Regions from separate parts of the Mus musculus genome. Here regions 1, 2, 4, 5, 6 and 7 are each linked to region 3. A link is a contact called in public Hi-C, HiChIP or PLAC-seq, Micro-C and promoter capture Hi-C data. All regions are on one chromosome and are shown on one strand. The core of a region is the stretch at or near the end of the contact, and the rest is flanking DNA. Distances in the headings are between cores, read along the strand shown.

Evidence for each region. Promoter capture Hi-C pulls out the DNA fragments that hold promoters and counts their contacts. A called contact is a pair of places that touch in the nucleus more often than the background predicts. HiChIP or PLAC-seq counts read pairs in DNA pulled down with a chosen protein or histone mark.
Region 1: a contact with region 3 is called in a Micro-C map of embryonic stem cells, with 4 times the contacts expected there. The contact joins the promoter of Desi2 here to the promoter of Kif26b in region 3. A contact is called at or near these places in 1 of 39 promoter capture datasets (stem cell-derived epiblast-like cells), 1 of 484 Hi-C or Micro-C datasets (embryonic stem cells) and 1 of 115 datasets of contacts at active chromatin or transcription factors (regulatory T cell precursor).
Region 2: a contact with region 3 is called in an H3K4me3 HiChIP or PLAC-seq map of embryonic limb bud, with 4 times the contacts expected there. The contact joins the enhancer-like site here to the promoter of Kif26b in region 3. A contact is called at or near these places in 9 of 39 promoter capture datasets (the 3T3-L1 cell line, 3T3-L1-derived adipocytes, HPC-7-derived erythroid cells and 5 more), 5 of 484 Hi-C or Micro-C datasets (the HL-1 cell line, cortical neurons, myocytes and 1 more), 18 of 115 datasets of contacts at active chromatin or transcription factors (VIP interneurons, bone marrow-derived macrophages, craniofacial prominence and 10 more) and 3 of 9 other capture datasets (adipose tissue, embryonic stem cells and liver).
Region 4: a contact with region 3 is called in a Hi-C map of muscle stem cells, with 4 times the contacts expected there. The contact joins the enhancer-like site here to the promoter of Kif26b in region 3. A contact is called at or near these places in 16 of 39 promoter capture datasets (the 3T3-L1 cell line, 3T3-L1-derived adipocytes, the HPC-7 cell line and 10 more), 1 of 15 datasets of contacts at CTCF or cohesin (embryonic stem cells), 8 of 484 Hi-C or Micro-C datasets (the HL-1 cell line, embryonic stem cells, germinal vesicle oocytes and 3 more), 22 of 115 datasets of contacts at active chromatin or transcription factors (SST interneurons, VIP interneurons, bone marrow-derived macrophages and 12 more) and 1 of 9 other capture datasets (adipose tissue).
Region 5: a contact with region 3 is called in a promoter capture Hi-C map of hippocampal neurons, with 8 times the contacts expected there. The contact joins the enhancer-like site here to the promoter of Kif26b in region 3. A contact is called at or near these places in 18 of 39 promoter capture datasets (the 3T3-L1 cell line, 3T3-L1-derived adipocytes, the HPC-7 cell line and 11 more), 1 of 15 datasets of contacts at CTCF or cohesin (the NIH/3T3 cell line), 6 of 484 Hi-C or Micro-C datasets (cortical neurons, embryonic fibroblasts, myeloid progenitors and 1 more), 14 of 115 datasets of contacts at active chromatin or transcription factors (the NIH/3T3 cell line, craniofacial prominence, embryonic forebrain and 9 more) and 3 of 9 other capture datasets (embryonic stem cells, liver and pancreatic islet).
Region 6: an H3K4me3 HiChIP or PLAC-seq map of bone marrow-derived macrophages shows a contact between it and region 3, with 9 times the contacts expected there. The contact joins the enhancer-like site here to the promoter of Kif26b in region 3. A contact is called at or near these places in 5 of 39 promoter capture datasets (cranial neural crest, embryonic stem cells and maxillary cranial neural crest), 4 of 484 Hi-C or Micro-C datasets (bone marrow-derived macrophages, cerebellar granule neurons and cerebellum), 16 of 115 datasets of contacts at active chromatin or transcription factors (bone marrow-derived macrophages, craniofacial prominence, differentiating embryonic stem cells and 11 more) and 3 of 9 other capture datasets (adipose tissue, liver and pancreatic islet).
Region 7: an H3K4me3 HiChIP or PLAC-seq map of embryonic forebrain shows a contact between it and region 3, with 5 times the contacts expected there. The contact joins the enhancer-like site here to the promoter of Kif26b in region 3. A contact is called at or near these places in 15 of 39 promoter capture datasets (the 3T3-L1 cell line, the HPC-7 cell line, HPC-7-derived erythroid cells and 10 more), 14 of 484 Hi-C or Micro-C datasets (embryonic stem cells, granulosa cells, nephron progenitors and 3 more), 14 of 115 datasets of contacts at active chromatin or transcription factors (SST interneurons, VIP interneurons, craniofacial prominence and 8 more) and 3 of 9 other capture datasets (adipose tissue, embryonic stem cells and liver).

Annotation. Positions count from the first base shown.
Region 1 is chr1:178,186,062-178,188,761 of GRCm38.p6, forward strand. Desi2 (desumoylating isopeptidase 2) reads left to right here and starts at 1,356. Exons shown (of 5, transcript NM_024282.3): 1 at 1,356-1,896. The coding sequence starts at 1,855.
Region 2 is chr1:178,819,923-178,822,622 of GRCm38.p6, forward strand. It overlaps Kif26b (kinesin family member 26B), which reads left to right. Exons shown (of 15, transcript NM_001161665.1): 5 at 1,561-1,744. Among named protein-coding and RNA genes, the nearest start is that of Gm46249, 45 kb to the left of the region's middle. Within about 2 kb of position 1,334, at least 27 of the 459 cell types and tissues checked have an H3K27ac peak or open chromatin away from gene starts, as enhancers often do. A contact at or near this core is called in embryonic basal ganglia and embryonic limb bud, where this site is marked.
Region 3 is chr1:178,527,824-178,530,523 of GRCm38.p6, forward strand. It overlaps Kif26b (kinesin family member 26B), which reads left to right and starts at 1,302. Exons shown (of 15, transcript NM_001161665.1): 1 at 1,302-1,802; 2 at 2,566-2,700. The coding sequence starts at 1,740.
Region 4 is chr1:178,916,406-178,919,105 of GRCm38.p6, forward strand. Kif26b (kinesin family member 26B) reads left to right here. Exons shown (of 15, transcript NM_001161665.1): 12 at 1-1,771. Among named protein-coding and RNA genes, the nearest start is that of Gm46249, 140 kb to the left of the region's middle. Within about 2 kb of position 1,431, at least 8 of the 459 cell types and tissues checked have an H3K27ac peak or open chromatin away from gene starts, as enhancers often do. A contact at or near this core is called in muscle stem cells, where this site is marked.
Region 5 is chr1:178,889,150-178,891,849 of GRCm38.p6, forward strand. All of the region lies in intron 10 of Kif26b (kinesin family member 26B), which reads left to right. Among named protein-coding and RNA genes, the nearest start is that of Gm46249, 110 kb to the left of the region's middle. Within about 2 kb of position 1,267, at least 3 of the 459 cell types and tissues checked have an H3K27ac peak or open chromatin away from gene starts, as enhancers often do.
Region 6 is chr1:179,009,631-179,012,330 of GRCm38.p6, forward strand. All of the region lies in intron 10 of Smyd3 (SET and MYND domain containing 3), which reads right to left. Among named protein-coding and RNA genes, the nearest start is that of Gm46249, 240 kb to the left of the region's middle. Within about 2 kb of position 1,296, at least 26 of the 459 cell types and tissues checked have an H3K27ac peak or open chromatin away from gene starts, as enhancers often do. A contact at or near this core is called in bone marrow-derived macrophages, where this site is marked.
Region 7 is chr1:178,859,556-178,862,255 of GRCm38.p6, forward strand. The region is part of intron 5 of Kif26b (kinesin family member 26B); the gene reads left to right. Among named protein-coding and RNA genes, the nearest start is that of Gm46249, 85 kb to the left of the region's middle. Within about 2 kb of position 1,411, at least 6 of the 459 cell types and tissues checked have an H3K27ac peak or open chromatin away from gene starts, as enhancers often do. A contact at or near this core is called in embryonic forebrain, where this site is marked.

The DNA of each region.
Region 1 (2,700 bases), core at 106-2,605, 340 kb before region 3:
ACACTTTTTAATATAAGGCTGGTCACTAGACTCCCAAGATGAGGAAGAAACCAAGCCACAAATCCAAAGTGCCTTTTAAATCTCTTGCATTATATCTGTTAATAACCCATTGACCAAATCAAGCCAAAGCTTGCTAAAGACAGTAGAGAGAGGCATCAAAGGTCATATATAATTTGAGAAGCCACTTTTACAATTTACCACGTTAATGGTCATGTTTCTATTTCCCTTGCCTCATTAAAATTTCACACAGAAACTCAAGCAATTTTTAATTTTTTAAAGTTATTTATTTATCTGAGTACATCATATCTGTCTTCAGACATATCAGAGGAGGGCATCTGATCCCAAATATAGATGGTTGTAAGCCACCATGTGTTTGCTGGAAATTGAACTCAGGACCTCTGGAAGAGCAGCCAGTACTCTTAAGCATTGAGCTTTCTCTCTAGCTCTCAAGCAATCTTTTAAGAGACTTATGTACATATTCATGTCGTTCCTTGGCTCAAACCCTACCAACTCTTCATTTAAAATCCAACCTCAGAGTTTGGAGAGATGGCTTGCCCACTAAAAGTACTTGTTGCTCTGCAGAGGATCTCAGTTTGGTTCCCAACACTCAGGTCAAGCAACTTACAGCAGCCTATAACTTCGGTTGCAGAGCATCCCTGCCCTCTGTCCTCTTTGGTCACCTGCACCCCTTGCTGTCTTTGTCTCTGTCTTCTGTCTTTCTCAGTCTCTTTCACTCTTTCACACACAGAGACACACAAACACACACACAATTGATAAATCTAAAATGTAAAATAGATATTCAATCTCAGCTAACTGAAAACTCAGGATGTCTTCTGACCAGTTAACTGCCTGTCCACAGATCACCTCTTTGCTCATTATATTCTAGCCACAGAGAACTTTTATTTTGTTCCTTAAGTACAAAAAACATGTCTTATGTCTATGTACTTTTGTCTCCTCTAATTGGAATTCTTGGCTCTCTTATATTTGACTAGCTTTCTGTCATTCACGAAATGTGAATTCCGTTTTGAGGGTTAAAGGAGACTTTCTTACATCCTACTTTTACAAGGGTAACCTTCCTCCCTTTATTGCCTCACTTCTATATTTTCAAAAATTAAAAAAAAAGCAGAAGGGCTTTGGAAAACTTAGTCATCACTTCTTCACATTGCGTTGGATTCACATCTCACGCTACAAACACCAGAAACAGCACTGAAAACTAAAAGGCAAATGGAGTCTCTGCTCGCCAAGGACGAACAGCGAAGGTTCCCCTGACAAACTCTTCGCAGGACTTTCTGGGAACTGTAGTCTCCCAGGGAGACGTGAGTGCCTACAATATCCTGGTGAATGCTGGGATATGTAGTCAGACTGCTTACACGCCCAATAGGAATCGCGGGTTCTCCCTCTGCTTTCTGGGAACGGTAGTCTTTCTGCGACCTCGAGCCACCAGGGTGAAGAGGCATCCGGCCTGTCGCCATTTTAGGTCTCCAGCTGCAGAGCCTGAGAGCCTCAACGCGCAGGCGGGCTCATCCCTGGATCCTGGCCGGCCCCGCCTCCAGGGTGCCTAAAGCCCGCCCCTCGCCCAGGCCCCGCCTTCCCCCACGTGTCTGCGGCCGAGGGGAGGCGCCTGAGCTGGAGCTGCCTCTCCACCTGTCTGGCCGGGTCCTCGTACAGGTTTCTGACAGCGTCTCCCGGGAGCGGTCCCGGCTGCCGGATGCTTCCGCCCCGGCTGCGGTGGGCCGGGCTGGACGCTTAGTGCCCGGCTCGAGCCCTGCCTGAGGCGCCCGCGGGGGTGGCAGCGGCCTCCGCCCCGCGGAGACCGAGCGGCTGGAGGACGAGGCGGCGGCCGTGGGGAGAAGGATGGGGGCTAACCAGTTAGTGGTGCTCAACGTCTACGACATGGTGAGTGCGTCCCCTGGCGGCCCGCGCTGGCCGGCCCTGTCAGGGGTCGGGACCCCGGCCCGGTGCTTCCTGCCTCGCGCCTCCGCCTCCAGCTTAGTTCTCAGGGGTGGGGGGAGGGGACAGTCGCGCTGTCTTCTAATCCCGAGACTGGCCCGCGCGCCTCCTGGAGGTGTCCCAGTCAGTCCGAAAGAGGGCTTGGGCTCGAGCCTCGTCCCAGCCCTCAGCTCCCCTGGCTGTGGGCCCGACCCCTGGGCGGATGAGCCGTGTCCTATCCGCGAAGCTTCGGTCGCAGGGCGACCTCCCTCCCAACTGCCACCTGGCCTCTAAGCTGCTCAGCTCCCCTCTGCCCTGCTCCTGCTGGCCCTTGTCTGTCTCCAAATGCTCGAGGCTTCCGACAACTCTCAAGCCCTTCAAGTCTAGAAAGTCACAGCTTCGATGCGGATGCTAGCGTCTCCCCAGAGGTGAACCGGAGCCAATACACCCTCACCTCCAAGGCATCCTCATAAAAATGAAAGAAGCGAAAATTTATGTAGAAAATAGCGCCATTGAATTATTTAGCGATCACAGAGGTGATCCTAGAATCCGAAGGCCACTTTCCAGGTGATGCAACAGGTGGATGACGTGACCGCTAGAGAGGGAAAGACAGCCTTGTTTATTATGTCATCTAACTTTGAAGAACTGAAAACATTCAGGCTAGGGTTCAAAGGCTGGATCCCCTCAGGTTCCAAGTGCAATAATACCCCTAGAAGAAGCACCTGGTAGAGAATGATCGCCGCAGGGAGGCTACGTTTGGGTGTGTTCACT
Region 2 (2,700 bases), core at 84-2,583, 290 kb after region 3:
AAATAAACAGGGAGCTCCAGGGCTAAGCTGGGCAGGACACTTGAGGAGTCGCAGGCTGAGATGTGATCCCTGCAGCTAACAGCAGCAGCTGCAGACAGAAGCAGGGGCTGAGCCCTGCGAAGACACTGGAAGAGAATGGGATGTCCCGGAAGCTTAGGGGGCAAGGAAGAAGGATGTGTTCTTAGGTCTGACAGGTCCATGTTGGGGCTGAGACCGTGACAGCCATCATACAATTATTGGTAACCTATCTGAGCAGTTTCAGAGGGTTGGAGACAGATGCCTAACTGATTGTAGCTTCCAGAGAATGGAAGGGGAGGGCTTGGGTGGGAGGTTGACAGGTGGCACTTGCTGGGAGTTTGGATCAAATGAGTGCGGACAGCAACAGTGTTGCAGCTAGCTGGGGAAGTGTCACATGTACTTGTTTTTTTCTAAGAGAGAGAGAAAGAGCCAAGTACCTATGTGCTGTATGGATGGATCTCAATGAAAAAGCTAACACACACACACGTGCAAAACATACATATACACACATGCACACCACACACACACACACACACACACACACACACAGAATTAAAGGCCAGTCAGGATTATATAGTAAGACTGTCACCTCCTCGTGCTCCCATCAATAAAACCATTTATACCTTTATATTTACATAGAAAGATGTGATATAATACATCAAGAATTAATTTAAAAAGTGAGTCTAAAAAGCGAGGCTGCGTGAAAGGCCTTTGTCTCACACCACCATTTGCGTCTTCATGACTTTTCTATGGCAGGATTATCATGCCCTAAGTGCTACAGTGTGCTTGGATGGTGGAAGATGCAGTATGAACAGCCAGCATTATTAATGATGCTGTAGCCACAGCCTCACTCATGTCTCCATCTGTATCTTCTGTGACATTTGGTACCTTGACCCCCCCCCCTTCCTTGCACTTATCCATAGACAGCATTTTGTATTTGAAGGTGGTACTGTACAAGAGCCCGTTATCCACCTGAGGAGAGGGTAATCTCATGCCCTGCGCCTCGCTGGAGTGGATAATCTGGCCTGCTGTCTGTTCCTCACACCAGGGTACTTTATATTTCTCCAGTGCACTGGGGGGCGTTGTATTCTGCCAAGCCACTCCCCAGTCGGTCACCACCGGGCTCTTCATCAGACGGGCTTGGTTTTTACAAGGTGTAAAAAATTTTAAATGAGCTCATCTGGTTCTTCACAGTTGGGCTTATGCCAGAGAAATGGCGGTGTGGGGAGGGGGCAATTAGCGGACTAGGTACTGCGGGTCCCCAAAGCTGACTGGCTTCATTCATGCTCAGGCTGAGTGTTGTGGAGAACAAACAAGTCTTTGTAACTTGCGATCTTGGAGCCATGTGGTTTTATAGCTCCTTTCTCCTGTCCCAGTGATTACATAGCTTATTAATTAAGTTCCTTGTGGTATAGCAAAGGGCTGCAGGGTACTGAGAGTGAAGGCAAGAGTAATTAAAGGGCCCTTTAAGAGAAAGGGGGAAAGTGGCCAGCCCAGTGCATCTGATTATACCACCTTCTCCTCCTTACTGTCTCTGTGCAGAGCTGCCCAGAAGTTAAATCTGTCATCTAAGAAGAAGAAACACCGGCCTTCGACTCCATCTGTTGCGGAGGCTCCCCTCTTTGCGACCAGCTTCAGTGGGATCCTGCAGACCTCTCCTCCCCCAGCCCCACCCTGTCTCCTGAGGGCTGTCAACAAGGTGAAGGACACTCCTGGCATGGGCAAGGTAGGTGCTAGCTGCTGCCTCTGCCATTTGTTCAGTGGGTGTGGCTCTGGGAAGGTTGGGAAAGAAAAGAACAACCTTGGGCTCTCATTTTCAAAGATGAGGAGGTACCAGGGACAAAAAGAGACACAAGAAAGTTGGTTTGGAGGTCCCAGCATGCCCACTTTCTGGGATTTTGTTCATCCAGGGTCAACCTCTGACTGAAAACAACCACAGAAAAGCCTAGAAATAAACCACAAAGGTGCTCAGAATGACCTACTGCAGTACGCTGCTATAGTTAGATCCTGTTCATGTTCTTCTCTGTGCCTGGTGTTTTAATGGGACTTTACATGGGGAGGTGCCACAGATCTGTAAGGTCTACCCATTTCTGCTGTCTGTAGACTGTCTTGGCAACTAGAGACTGTAAAGTCTTCTTGGTCTTGCAAGTGCATTAAGTTGGGGATCTGATTTGATTTGGGTGGGGAGGGAAATAGCTTTGCATTGTTGAGCAGGACCATAGACACTTCAAACTTAGAGATGCAAAAGCCAGAAGCAGAGGCCGGAGGCCCAGGGAAAACACCACATGGAAGCAAGATGAAGATATTCTTTCCTGTGGTGCTTCTGAGTCCTTCTTCCCTTCAAATAAATGGTGACTTCCGCATCTGCACCAGATCACTGGTGTGAATTCTGTAGAGTGGTTCAGTAGCTTTCCAGCCAAGAAATGCAGTTTGAAGTTGTCACAAGGACTTAGAAAGACGTAAGGGAAGTCTGTTACAGGATATTACTGGGACACATTTATGATAACTTTATTTATAAATGTCAACTCTTAACTCTTTCTCTCCCAAGATAAAGGTCTGCCTGAAGTAATTTACAGCCTAATCTTCGGTGGGGGAAATAAGTTGGGGCTTAGAAAAACATGTAGCTGGAGAGATAAGTGACTCTATTCATTACTTTCGTCAGGGTACAGATACACAGAACGC
Region 3 (2,700 bases), core at 52-2,551:
CCCCTCCTTTCTCTTGCATATGTTGAAGGAAGACAGCGACTAGGGAAGCCCGAAATGTCCTCCTGCCCCCGCCTAGCCCCAGGCCAGGTCTTTCCGGGGTACCCAGATGCCATTACACCACACGTGATCTCCGCGCCCGGCTGGTCCCGCAGGAGGCGTCTCGTGGGGTGTTAATTAAAGGTCACAACAAAATAGACCTGCCGGCTCACCAGAAGAAATGTCCTCCCGGGAAATGAAAAATGACACCCCGGAGCAGCCACGTGTGGAGCCCGGCGTACGCCGGCTTCCTGCGCTCCTGGGCGCTGCGCCGGGCGGGGGACGGGAATCAGACAGCGGGCGACAGCTGGGTGCTCTGGAGATCCCACAGGTCCGGGTGCTGGCAGGCAACCGTGCAAAGGGGCAAGGGGACGATCCCAGTCCCCGAGGTCGATCAGCTCGCGCCACACCCCCTCTCCAGGCCCGCGCAGTCCTTCCGCGCGCGTTCGGCGCGACCAATCCCTCAGTTTCCCCAGCCTGGCAGCTACAGGCTGGGTCTCGGGCTCACCTGTGCAGGTCTCGGGAGGTTTTCCCTTCATTAACAGGGGCTTGGGCCCGTGGGCGGGCGCGGGAAGGGGGGCTCAAGGCTCCCGGTGCTCAAATCGGGGTCCAGGGGAGGAGGGTCCCCTGGCCCGCTGGGGCTAGGAGGGCGAATCAAGACAAGGTTTGCCAGGCAGGTCTGGGAGAACAAAGGGCGGGGGGGTTGGTCCCGGCCTGTTTGCGGACTTGTTTGTGACTCAATCCGTTTGCACGGCTTTTCAAAGGCAGACCTGCACGCCTTGCCAGGAAGAGACCAGCTCTCGGGGAGGGGGGCGGGGAGGCCTGGGTGCTGCGTTTCAGCGCAGCTCGGCCGACTCCGAGCTACAGGCTCGCGCGCTGGATAGCACCGGAGCCCGGGGCTGTGGGCCCCTCGCCAGCAACTTCCCCGCCCGGAGCCAGATTTACGACCCCACCCCCGCCCCGGCTGCGCCTGGCGATGCCAGGCCCAAGCGCCGCGCCGTAAATGGATCGCGGCAGGCGAGGCGGCGGCGGCGGCCCGGCGGGCTCCGAGGCGGCGGGGCTGAGGTTCCCTAGGCTCCGCGCTGCTCCCGGACGGACACACGCGTCCTGACCGCGGGCTGCTCTCCGGCCGCGTACAGCCGCCCTCTCCTTGCCCTGCGCGCAACTGTCAGGAGAAAACGGGACGGCGCATATTGGCTCGGCGACACGCCGTGGCTCCTCCCCGAGTCTGGATCCTTATATTTTGGGAGAATTTCTTTGAACTCAGTTAGCGAGCTCGGGGAAGGAGGCAAGTTCCCACCGCCGGCTCGGCTCGGCGAGGGCTCGCCCACCTTCCCTGCAGCCTCCCTGCGTCCTCGCCGCCGTCCTCCTCCGTTTCGGCCCCGCTAGAGGAGAACGCGCGCTGGCCGGGTGGAGGAAAATGCTAGCGATCTGGATGTGACCGCGAAGAGAGGACGCGTGGCTGGAGGAGGCAGAGAGATGAGAAGACCCATTATTTGAGAACCACCAGCCGTTCCAACCTTTCCTGCAAATTGGTGCTATTACTTCTGGGGTCCATTTGCTTTCATTCTTCCCAACCCCCCATTAAGAAATCTTGACTTGAGGACCAACCCCTACCACGAGGGGGGACGCGTCTGGGTTGGCAGACCTTTTGGATGTAGCCTTGTGGGAACATTTAGACCCTTTCCTCTGGAAGAGCCACCATGAATTCGGTAGCCGGAAATAAAGAGAGGCTTGCGGTCTCCACCAGGGGCAAGAAATACGGGGTAAGTTGTGGCGGTGTCCACGAGGAGATGCGTTTCCAGGGACTCATCTGAGTGGGTGTCCTCTGCTTCCCGGGAGCCGGCGGCGGATGCAGGGTCCCCAGCTCTCGGGTGCACCGGCGTCCCCACGGCCGGCGGGGTCGTGCGTGCATGGAGGCGGGTCTGCAGCTCGCCTGGCTACGGGAATGTCTTCAGCCCTTGGTTCCTCCCTTTCCTCACACCCTTAACTTTTGCAGTATTTCGGGACTTGCAGACAGAGTTAAGCCGAGGGGGAGCATTTCCCAGGAATTCCTCTGCTCTTCCCTCGGATCGCTGCCCTGGAGCGGGGAGCCCGTTTGCTTTACCTGCAGGACCTGGGGTGGGGGCTGTTCCCCGAATGAGTAAACATCCAGAAGTCACAGTCACCCACCCTGCGATAGGGTGTTCTAGGACTGTGTACCTAGGCCCTTGCTGGGGTGGGTACCGGGTTTGAAAGAGTAGGGCGCTGGATTTCTGGGTGTTCTCGCAGAAGCTGCAGGATATCCACACCCCGCAAGCTCTTGTGCTGACCCCAGGAGGAATGGAGGGGGACCTGCGTGCGGGTCACTCTGGCGAGGGTGGGTGGGACAGGACTTCCTTAAGGATTGGTCACTTGAAGGATGGAGATAGATGGAGGGCAGGTTTGCATCAGTGCGGGCAGGACGGCGACCCCCCCCCCCCACCAGCCCTCCGCCGCACGGGGGACTGATGGCTCTACAGGGCCTGACGCCGCGCGTCTCTCCGGCAGGTGAACGAAATGTGCTCGCCCACCAAGCCCTCAGCGCCCTGCTCTCCTGAGAGCTGGTACCGCAAGGCTTACGAGGAGTCGCGCGCCGGCAGCCGGCCCACCCCGGAGGGAGCAGGCTCTGCGCTGGGCTCATCG
Region 4 (2,700 bases), core at 181-2,680, 390 kb after region 3:
GCTCCCATCAAAGGCTGCAAAATCTCAACGGTGGGCAAGGCCATGGTCACCATCTCCAACACAGCCAGCCTGAGCAGCTGCGAAGGGTACATCCCCATGAAGACCAACATCACCGTTTACCCCTGCATCGCCATGAGCCCCCGAAACGTGCAAGAGCCTGAGTCCTCCACTGCCACCCCAAAGGTGAGCCCCAAAGCATCCCAGGCCCAGGAAAGCAAGGAACCCAGTACAAGGAGAGAGATGAAATTTGAGGATCCTTGGCTTAAACGAGAAGAAGAGGTGAAAAGGGAGAACGCTTACTCCAGCGAGGAAGGGGTTAAGTGTGAGCCGCTCCCAAGCTCCCTGAAGACTGAAGGTAAGTCAGAGCAGGAACTGGATGGCAGGCCCAGCTCAGGCAACAGGCTGAGCAGCAGCAGCTCAGAGGCAGCCGCCTTTCAAGGGACTGATAACGTTAGGAGAGTCGTGGATGGCTGTGAGATGGCCCTGCCTGGCTTGGTGGCCCAAAGTCCCCTCCATGTCAACCGAAACCTAAAGTCAAGCAGCCTCCCAAGGGCATTTCAGAAAGCTGACAGGCACGAGGAGCTGGACAGCTTCTACCATTGCCTGGCAGACAGCAATGGCTTCAGTGCTGCTTCGGGCATCCCATCCTCGAAGACAACCCTAGAGAGGAAAGTTGCTTCACCCAAGCATTGCGTCCTGGCAAGGCCCAAAGGGACCCCGCCTCTGCCTCCTGTCCGCAAGTCTAGCTTGGACCAGAAGAACAGGGCCAGCCCTCAACACGGTGGTGGCAGCAGCAACACCAGCAGCCCCCTGAACCAGCCAGCTACCTTCTTGGCTTGCTTCCCTGATGAGTCCAACGGCAAGACTAAGGATGTCAGTAGCAGCAGTAAGCTCTTCAGCGCCAAGCTGGAACAGCTGGCCAGCAGAAGCAACTCTCTTGGCAGGACAACAGTCAGCCACTACGAATGCTTGTCGTTGGAGAGGGCCGAAAGCCTGTCGTCGGTGAGCTCCCGCATGCATGCCGGCAAAGATAGTACCATGCCCCGCACTGGGAGGAGCCTGGGTCGCAGCACTGGCGCCTCACCACCCAGCTGTGGCATCACTCAGTCCACAGGGGCCTCTCCCAAGGCCAGCCAGTCTAAGATCTCTGCAGTGAGCAAGCTCCTGCTGGCCAGTCCTAAATCCCGCAGCAGCCTGTCCACCTCCACCACCAAAACCCTCAGCTTCTCCACCAAGTCCCTGCCACAGTCTGTGGGCCAGAGCTCCAACCTACCGCCCAGCGGGAAACACATGTCCTGGTCCACCCAGTCGCTCAGCAGGAACCGGGGCTCTGGGCTGGCTTCCAAACTGCCGCTAAGAGCGGTCAACGGGCGCATTTCGGAGCTGCTCCAGGGCAGTGCGGGCCCGAGGAGTGCACAGCTGCGGGCAGAGGCGGAAGAGCGCAGTGGGGCTCCCTCGGAGGACAAGCCCGCAGCCGCCCACCTGCTGCCCTCGCCCTACAGCAAGATCACCCCTCCGAGGAAGCCGCACCGCTGCAGCAGCGGGCACGGTAGTGATAACAGCAGTGTCCTGAGTGGGGAGCTACCACCTGCCATGGGGAAGACTGCCCTCTTCTACCACAGCGGAGGCAGCAGTGGCTACGAGAGCATGATGAGAGACAGCGAGGCCACCGGCAGTGCATCCTCAGCCCAGGACTCCATGAGCGAGAACAGCAGCTCCGTGGGAGGGAGATGCAGGAGCCTCAAAAACCAAAAGAAAAGGTCCAATTCAGGTGGGTACCTGGCATGGCTTGGGGGGGACAGAGGCATCAGGCTTCTGGACCCTCACCTCCCCTGTTCTCGACCAGCCATGGGGGAGGGGTTGGTCTAGATACTAGATCTGGGGTCTTGTGCTCACTTTCCTCAGTGTCCTGATACCAGAGACCTTGGCTGAGGACGTAACCCCCAGAGACTTTCTACTCGATGCCAGGAGATACTCGCTGTGGAGGTGCCAGGCAGAAAGCTGGTCCTTGCTTCCTCCATTTACCCTTATCTCTGCCTTCACGCTGCCATTCAAAGGCTGAGTCTCCCAACCCTTCTGACCTAGTAGCTACAGACGCCTATATATGGAGCTGGTGGCCTCCAAGACCCTGGAAACTGCCCTCAGGGACATAGGGCACTTTGTCTCATCGAAAGTGGGATGGGAGATAGCCTTTCTCCATTCCTACCCCAAACACATTGGTGACAGTTATAGACACACCTGCAGTGGGTCCTGCAGTGCCTCTCCCCAAGTGTTAGGCAATATATGCCATGCACCATGCTGCCTACCTGTGTGTAGGGGGACTTGGCCATCTCCAGAAATATGGGGTCAGAAGGTACATATGCCCAACACCTCATGCCTGAGCTACTAATATATCCCTTGGAATTTGGGGTAGGCATGTGATAGTAAGTTATGTTGGGCAAAAAGAAGACCAAGGTCAGAGAGGGTGGCCCGGATACCATGGAGCAGGCGAATTTAAAAGACAGAGAGAAGAAAGTGGGTAGAGACAGAGGCATGGGTACTAAGAATAATATAGATGCCATGAGAATTTTATCTGAAATGTCATTTTTCATTAGATACTAAAGAAAGGGTCCCTATAAGTTCTTTAGTGCAAGAACTTTTGATTTTTTTTCTTAATAAAATCAAATCAATTGCCCTGTGTACACTTCTGCACTCCTTTGA
Region 5 (2,700 bases), core at 17-2,516, 360 kb after region 3:
AGGGCCAGAGCACCCGTTTGCAGCCTGTAGCGGAACTCTTGCTTCCTCAGGCTCAAGTAAGGTAAGGCTCAATATTATTTTAAGGATTTCATGGCACCTGAGCACAGCAATCCCCTCAAACCAGCAGGCAATGCTAAAACCAAATGCCAGTCAGAGACTCAGGGGGGGCGGAGGGTTGGTGTTTCATACACAGAGACCGTTTTTCCTAAAATGTTAACACTTCTGCTCATTTGAGAGACAGTGGGGTGCAGATGCCTGCAGACACCAGGTGCAGCAGCAGGTCTGCCATTTGGGCTGCACAGGGCCACCACTGCTGGCACAGGCCTTAAAAGTCTCATCACTCATCTTCCCAGTGTCTGCATAGATTTGGGGGTTCTCCATTACCTCAGAACTGGGAACTCACTGAAGAAGTTTGGGAGACTGGAAGGGTTGTGGGAAACTGGGGCACATGTTACAAATTGCTGTTAGCCGTGACATCCCATACCCCTGCCATCACACAGTCCTATTTCTCTGGATTGAATGTAGATTACTTACAGGTACCATAAAATTAAATAGATACTTGTCAGGGAAAAAAATGCAAAAGAATATCAGTTCTAAGATTGACTCAAGATAGCGTGAAATTGGGGAGAAGCTCTGTATGAGGATCCCTGTGTATGAGAGAAGCGCACATGTGCATATTTAACCTCCTCTAAATGCACATTAATGCTGGATTATCTCCCCTGATTTACGGGGAGAACATCAATTTAGAACTATTTGCACAAACTCCGGATACCAGTTTATAGCATTCCCTGTTTAGAAATAAAATAACCAAAGTCTCAGGTTGCCAGGCAACTGGAGCAGTGATAATTCTTAGGATTGCTGCTTTAAAAATGTTCATTTTATACATTTTAATGACTGTTAGGGAGCAAAGAGAGCGAGCTCAGAGCATCTCTGGGACACAGAAAGAAGTTCTTTTTTATGAGATTGTTCAGTATCCCGCTCTCTCTCTCTTATTCCTCCCTCCTTGCCTCTTCCCTGGCCGTTGGTATTTTTGTAGTTCATTATAGAATTTACAGAGACAGTTATTTTTTTACCAACCCAGGCAGCAATTGTCTGTTGATTAACTCCTCCGGCGTGATATGTGCAAGTCATTAAGGGAGAAATGATGTGGTGTGGACTCCGCTGGGCTGCAGCCTGGGTTCACTCATCATTTCTTATACTCTAAGTTTGATCGGTCCTCTCTGGTGGGCAGAATCACTCCTCCCCAAGTCGGACCCTCAGTATGGCCAGAACATCATAGCTGGTATTTTCCTCTGCCCACTGCCGTTAGCCACTGTTAGATAGAGAAGCACAGCCTCGCGAGGACTGGATAGAAGCCAGGAGACTCCTCAGTTTCCCTTTGGCTTCTGACTTTATCTTAGCTTAACTTCTGAACTTGCCGATGGATCTCTCTTCCTTCTAGATTTGAAGTCAGCTAGCAGTGGACTCAAGGGTGGACTAGGAACTGAAACCCCAAATCTTCTCAATTCCAGCAGAGCAGAGGGGGCTCTCCCTGCTCCTCCACAGAGGCCCCAGGACTCAGACTCAGATCCGCAGTGCTAGATCCCTTTCTCAGACAGCCATAGTACTCCAGAGAGGAAGGCAGGGCACAGTCCAGGGGAAGAAGGAGACAGAAGGACCCCACTGAGCTGCTCATGCCTGGCTCCATGTTTACCGGGCTCCCCCTCTCATGACTAGAGAAGAAGAAGGAAGCACAGGATCTCCCTCTCTCGACCTTTCAAAGGGACCAGAAGCTAATTTATGAACTGCTGGATCAGAGGACGAAGGAGAAAATTGTTTCCAGTACTTATTTTCTGGCTTTTCGGCTACACGACAGGCAGTTAGCATGGCGTATAAACTAGCGCTCTGTGAGGGTTGCTTCTCAATGAGAGCATAGAGATAATACCCCTTACTAAGCTGCCCAGGCTATTCTAAATACTTTATGGATATCTACTCGTGACGGTGACTTGTAACCGGCAATCTTATGGCAAAGATTGGGAAACTGAGGCACAGAAAGGTTGAGTTCTAGTTCAAGTTCACACAGCTGTTACAAATCAGAACTATGTGTCTGTCTCCCAGTGTGTTGCTACTGCCTAATATGATGCCTAGAAGGTTGTCAATGTCCAGTGAACACTTGTCAATGGATATGAAGCCTCCGTGGACCATATGGTCCATAAAGCCTGAATATAGAGGCTTGTGAGAGTTTAGACTGGAGAGGGGCCAGAGAGTCCAGTGTGTAATCCAGGTGGCTTCCTTGACCTGTTTCTATGATGACAAAGCTGAGTGTCTTAGTTAGGGTTTTACTGCTGTGAACAGACACCATGACAAAGGCAACTCATATAAGGACAACATTTAATTGGGGCTGGCTTACAGGTTCAGAGGTTCAGTCCATTATCTTCATCCTTGAACACAGCAACATCCAGGTAGGCATGGCACAGGAGGAGCTGAGAGTTCTACAGCTTCATCTGAAGGTTGCTAGCAGAATACTGGCTTCCAGGCAGCTAGGATGAGCATCTTAAAGCCCAGACCCACAGTGACACACCTACTCCAAGGCCATACCTACTTCAACAGGGCCACACCTTCTAATAGTACCACTCCTTGGGCCAAACATATGCAAACCATCACACTGAGACTGGTGGCTAGGTGCCAGTGGTGAAGTGGACAGTGAAACAAAGAAGAAAA
Region 6 (2,700 bases), core at 46-2,545, 480 kb after region 3:
ACACGTACAAGCCTCACGTTTGGAGAAAACTCTTTGGAAACACAAATCAGTGAAGAGTGTGTCCACCTCTCAGCACTACAGACTAGTAACTACTGTCTTCTAAATGGTAGCTATTCTGTGATGTGCTGTCCAGGGGCTCCAAGGTGGTATCCTATCAGTTTTGCTGATGAACTCCTAAGGCCCATCACATCACCGTCTTCTTCATTTTACAATGTAGGAAATCGCCCTTCTGAGAGCTTATGCACACTGCCTGAGACCGTTCACTGTTTGAGATGAGTCAGCTGTGAAGCGGCAGGTGTGGGCTGGATGTGGGTCTGTTTTCCTACAAAGCCCCTTGAATGTGCTGCTGCCTCTTTGCCTGGCTTGTTTCAAAATGGACCTTCCATTGACAAGATGTCGAATGTCACTCTGGAAGTGGATGACAAATTATTCTCAGTGGCTTGAGCCTGGTTTGACCTCTGCCAGGAATCCGTCCACTGGTACAATCTGGCAGCAGGCCACACAGGTCAGTCCCATGGCAGCCAGACACCTTAGCTCTGTAGGCCTTTCTTTCCAACCAGAAACTCCTAAGGACAGATTAGAAGGCTTATATGGTGCTTTGACTCCAGAGTTCTGTGGCCCTGAGTCTGTGCACCTTTTCTGCCTGTGGAAGTGAAGGCAGGCTTATGGTCACAGGGGCCCCTCCTCACCAGGAACCAATCCTCTGAATAGTCCCCTCACCCCAACCCAGACAACAGCACCCCTTAGTGGGAAGAAAAGGATTTCAGGACCCCGGGGTTTGGGGCTTGTCTTTTACTTCTAGGCCTGATTCTAACACATTTCAGAATGTGAAGACTGACATACAGTGACACTTGGTTGGGCCACAGTAAGAGCCATGTAAGCCAATCCAAGTTACTACTGATGTATTCCTCCACTGTGTAGAAAGAGTCTACTTGGCTGGGGCCTGGGACCCAGGAACTCAGTTCTTGCCACAGCTGCCACTGTGGCTGTGTGGCACTCTGCATTATGGGGCCTCTCTGCAGCTGAGAACAAGGACTCTCCAACCGTCTTCTGTGGCGATCCCACTGATCACAGTCCACTGCGGGTCCAGCCCTGCTCTCCCTTTGGCTCACTTTGTGCTTGGCATGCCTAGCTTCTCTTAACTCTACAACCAAAGACAGCACTACGCATGCTGCGTAAAGTGTAAAGCCACTCTTCAAATCTTCATTCTTCCTGTAAAATCATTCTTCAAATCTACCAGTGCAAGGCTGAGTCAGGGTGAGCATTAATAGAAACAGGAAGGGGGAGGGGAAACCCTTTCTTGCTCCTTTCCCAACAGCACAGGGAGGCAAGGCAGAGGATGTAATACTGTCAGTAGGACTGGTAGCCTCTGCCTCCCTAATTATTGCACTGTCTGTCTGCCATCACAAGGCTTTTGAGCCAACCAGGTAGCTCAGCTATTTGATGTGAAATACGCACTGACAGAGGCCTCTGGCTTCAGAGGGCTAGTGCCAGACAGAGAGGTATGGAAGGGACTGCAATCAGAAGAAGCAGTGTAGAGGGCCTGGCTCACATTCTCTTGCTCTCTGGTGGGGTTTGAGTGTCCCCTACCCATGTGTTAGACTCTGCAGCAAGATGGGGAGGGAGAATGGAGCCCCTGCATGGTTTCTTGTCTCTCTTGCAGGATTAGTCACCTCCAAATACGTGGTTACAAGGTGAAGCTGCATGTAATAGGTTTTTTTTTCCTCCTCCTTAGGCTTCTGATAAAACAGCAGGAGGCCCTTGATGGACTATGCTTGTGGGCTTTCCAGCTTCGAACCTTTTTCCTTTTATAAATTATCTAGCCTTGAGTATTTTGTTGTGGCAACAGAAAACAGATTACAATACTTCCACTGTTTTTTAGGACTACTTGAAAATCAATTTTTCTTTCCTTCTTGATCTTGTCCTGTTTTCTTATTTTCTCTCCTTCACACACACACACACACACACACACACACAAAACACATAAACAAAAATATACAAATGAAAATACATAAAACATACATGTGTACATAAATACACATATACATATAAACTTACATATGCATATATATAGAAACATACACATACCCATACACATACATACATACATACATACATACATACATACAAAACCCCACACATATACATGTATACACATACACACATACCTCTGCACATATAAACACATACATATAAACACATACACATGAAAAGCACACATATATACATATACGCACAAACACACATATCCACACACATATATACATATACACATGAAGACACACATATACACAAACACACACATACATACATACACACACACACACACACACACACACACACACACACACACCCCAAAGGCTCTAGGCATCTAAGCCTTAGAAGCCCATAGGAGAAAGACGACAGAAATGAGGGAAAGAAGAACCTTATCTAAAGACCCTGCAATGTCATAGGCCAACTGCTTTTGTCCAGGAGAAGCTCCCAGCCTGTGAACCATCCCAGCAGGGCCCCTCAGTTTCAGCCATATGGATGCTTTTCTGAGAAGTTCACTCAAGAAGCCTTTACTAATCAAGTCCCACGTTGTGGATTCACCTCCAACGCCAGCCCCATCGCGTCATTCACTTTAGCTGTTGGGTGACCTTCCAGGGCAGCCCCTGAGACACAGGTTTCTGCTCTCTTCTCTTCCGATGCAGGGACAGG
Region 7 (2,700 bases), core at 161-2,660, 330 kb after region 3:
ATTCTGGCCCCCACCCCTGCCACTTGCCCCACTGTGGAGAAAACTAGATCCTTGGTTGGAATTACCTACTGCCAAGCATTGCTGTTTGGTTGTGTTGCCTAAATTAATGACTTCTTAGTGCCTGTGCTCGCGCGCGCTCGCGCTCGCGTGTGTGTGTGTGTGTGTGTGTGTGTGTGTGTGTGTGTGTGCATGCATGTGCCCATGTGTAATGTACATGTGTGTGTGTGCATGGGTATTGTGGGCCTCACTTATGTTAGGCAAGCATTCGACTACCCAGTTAACCAACAGCTACCTTGGCTTTTAGATCCTCGTCTGGCAATTCTCTCCTCTTTTCCCATCATTCTTCCTGTGGTGACTTTTGAACAACCTATCTTTCTGAGACCTTACTACACAGCCTTAGCACATAGGCTATGTTGGCCTCAGATTTTCAGCATCCTCCTGCCTCTTCCTCCAGTAGTAGAACTGCCAGTGTGCACCACCATGTCTCGCTATTCAACCTGCCTCTGGTTTTCCTTTGGGGCAAGTTTCTGTACATGGGCTATATGCATCATGACTCAGGTTCCCACAAACGTGAAGTCTTAAAGAAGACCCTGAATGTGGCCAAAAGGAATACTGAATGGCAGTTTGGGACAGTTGCTGCATCTACACCTTGACTAGTTTCTACTGAGCTGATTCTTAAAAGTCCATGTTAAGGGAATTAGAATACAGTGGAGGTGTAAAAGATTGGAAAGATGCAGTGATTGGCTGATCTAATGCTATCCCCCAGGACCCTGAGTAGGAAAACCATCTTTGATTACATCCAAGTGGCCAAGCGGTCCCTTGTCTTGCTCTTATCCATGGATGGCTTTCACCGTGGATGTCCATGTACGAAACTTCAGTAAGATCGAAGGCAGAGTTCTTTGCCCCTTATCACCTTGTGTAGTCTTTCTGATTGGTAAGACACCCTTTGAACTGTGAACCTGCTCAAAGCCCCCCTGAGTGTCATTGCTGAACCCAGGCCTCCAGGCCAAGAGCTACTGGGGAGAGGAACCGACAATAGAGTCTCACTAGGTCTGCACCATGATGAATAGCGACCAACAATTGTGTCTGCTGGCATGACCATGTGTGTAACAGTGATGGCGAGGAACTGCAGAGCCTGCTCCTCATTAGCCTTCAATAAGCTGGGTGGCAGCCGGCTATCACCTTCTCATTCATGAAGGGGGTGTGCAACTTGAGAGAGTTATGTTAGGCCCCTCTGAATGAGTGTCTCACAACCCCTTTCTTTCCCGTCTCAGGATGCGGTCCACCTGGAGATGCTGAAAAGATTAATGAGCAAGACATAAAGACAACAGCTGCCCTAAGCAACAGCTGTCTCACACCAACCATGAGTAATTAGACAAATGAGGCAAAGTGGATCCCAACCAGAGGGGACTTTGGTTCACGCTGACAGTCTCCCCCCTCTCTGGGTGTCCACCCCTCCTTTCCTACACTCAGACTGTCCCTTTAGCTGTCTGGATGCCATTGTCCCAGGTCTGTTCTTGGAAGTGACTGTGGTCTTGACCCTGAGGGCCGAGCTAGGCTGTGAGTGTGGATGGCAGCCCTCCCTCCTCTCCTGGAGGAACAGAGCAGAGGGCAGGGTGGAAGATGTTGCCAAGAATCCAACAGTTTTTGTAACAGAAGCAAGAGCTCCTGGCAAGAAGTCCGAGGAACTTTCTTGATCATAAGTGGTGTCTCTTAAGCTCTTTAATTACAGAGGATTAAGCAGGAAGTGGAGTGCAGGACTAAAGGAATAATGGCAAAAGGAGGCGAAGCAGAAAAACCCAATTTCCTTTCTGGAAGGGGGGAAATCCTCCATTTATTTAAGTGACTTGCACAGAGAAGAGCGATATGTAGTGTTTTCCCCTAGCTCTAAGTTCAATGGTTTGGTTTTTTTAGAACTGTGTATCTCCTTAGCAGGACATAAGGCAGGGTCTTCAGCTCATCTGCAGAAAAGGGACCGAGTGCTTCATTAAGATGCAGGCATATGCTTCCCCTTCAAATGGCTGGCTGATCCCGTGCCCGCCTTCCTTCTTCTGCGTGTGAGCTTCTGCCTAGCCTAGCTCACATTTTCATTCAGCAACTCTAGTTACCTAGAAATGGCTGCAAAATTGCAAAACGGAAAGGCAGCGGGTCGTGTGGCTCCATCAGTTCTGCCTGCAGTGGCAGCACCCTTGACTTGCATGGGGAGAGGCACTCACAGAGAGCCTGGGGGCCCAGGTACCCCTCAGAAGTCGCTGTGTGGATGGATACCTGCTTGTAGCATACTGCTGTGTAACTGGGACAAACCTAGACATGAATAGAGTTAAAATCAGGCTGTAGAGAGTAATGAGGAACAAGGACATGCCCCAGTGGCAGATATACGATCATAGTGGCGATTGTCCTGTATGCAGTGGATGTGCAACTCCAAAGTGCAGTCCTGGTAAGATCCTAGTCATAGCTTCTACATACTAACTCGCCCTACCTATAGAATCTGTCCTGGGGTCCTCTTTGTGCGACATGGTATCCAGAATCTGGGTCAAGGCATTCTGTAGCTTTATCATCAGCATCATCATTAGAAAAGAATAATCTGTCAAGGTCCAGAGGAAGACAGGTGAAGGGAGCAGAAATTGAGTCCTCTGTGTACTGTGTTCTATCTTCAGCAGCTCACCCAGCAACTCGTACAAGTCTCATAACAGTTTGGTA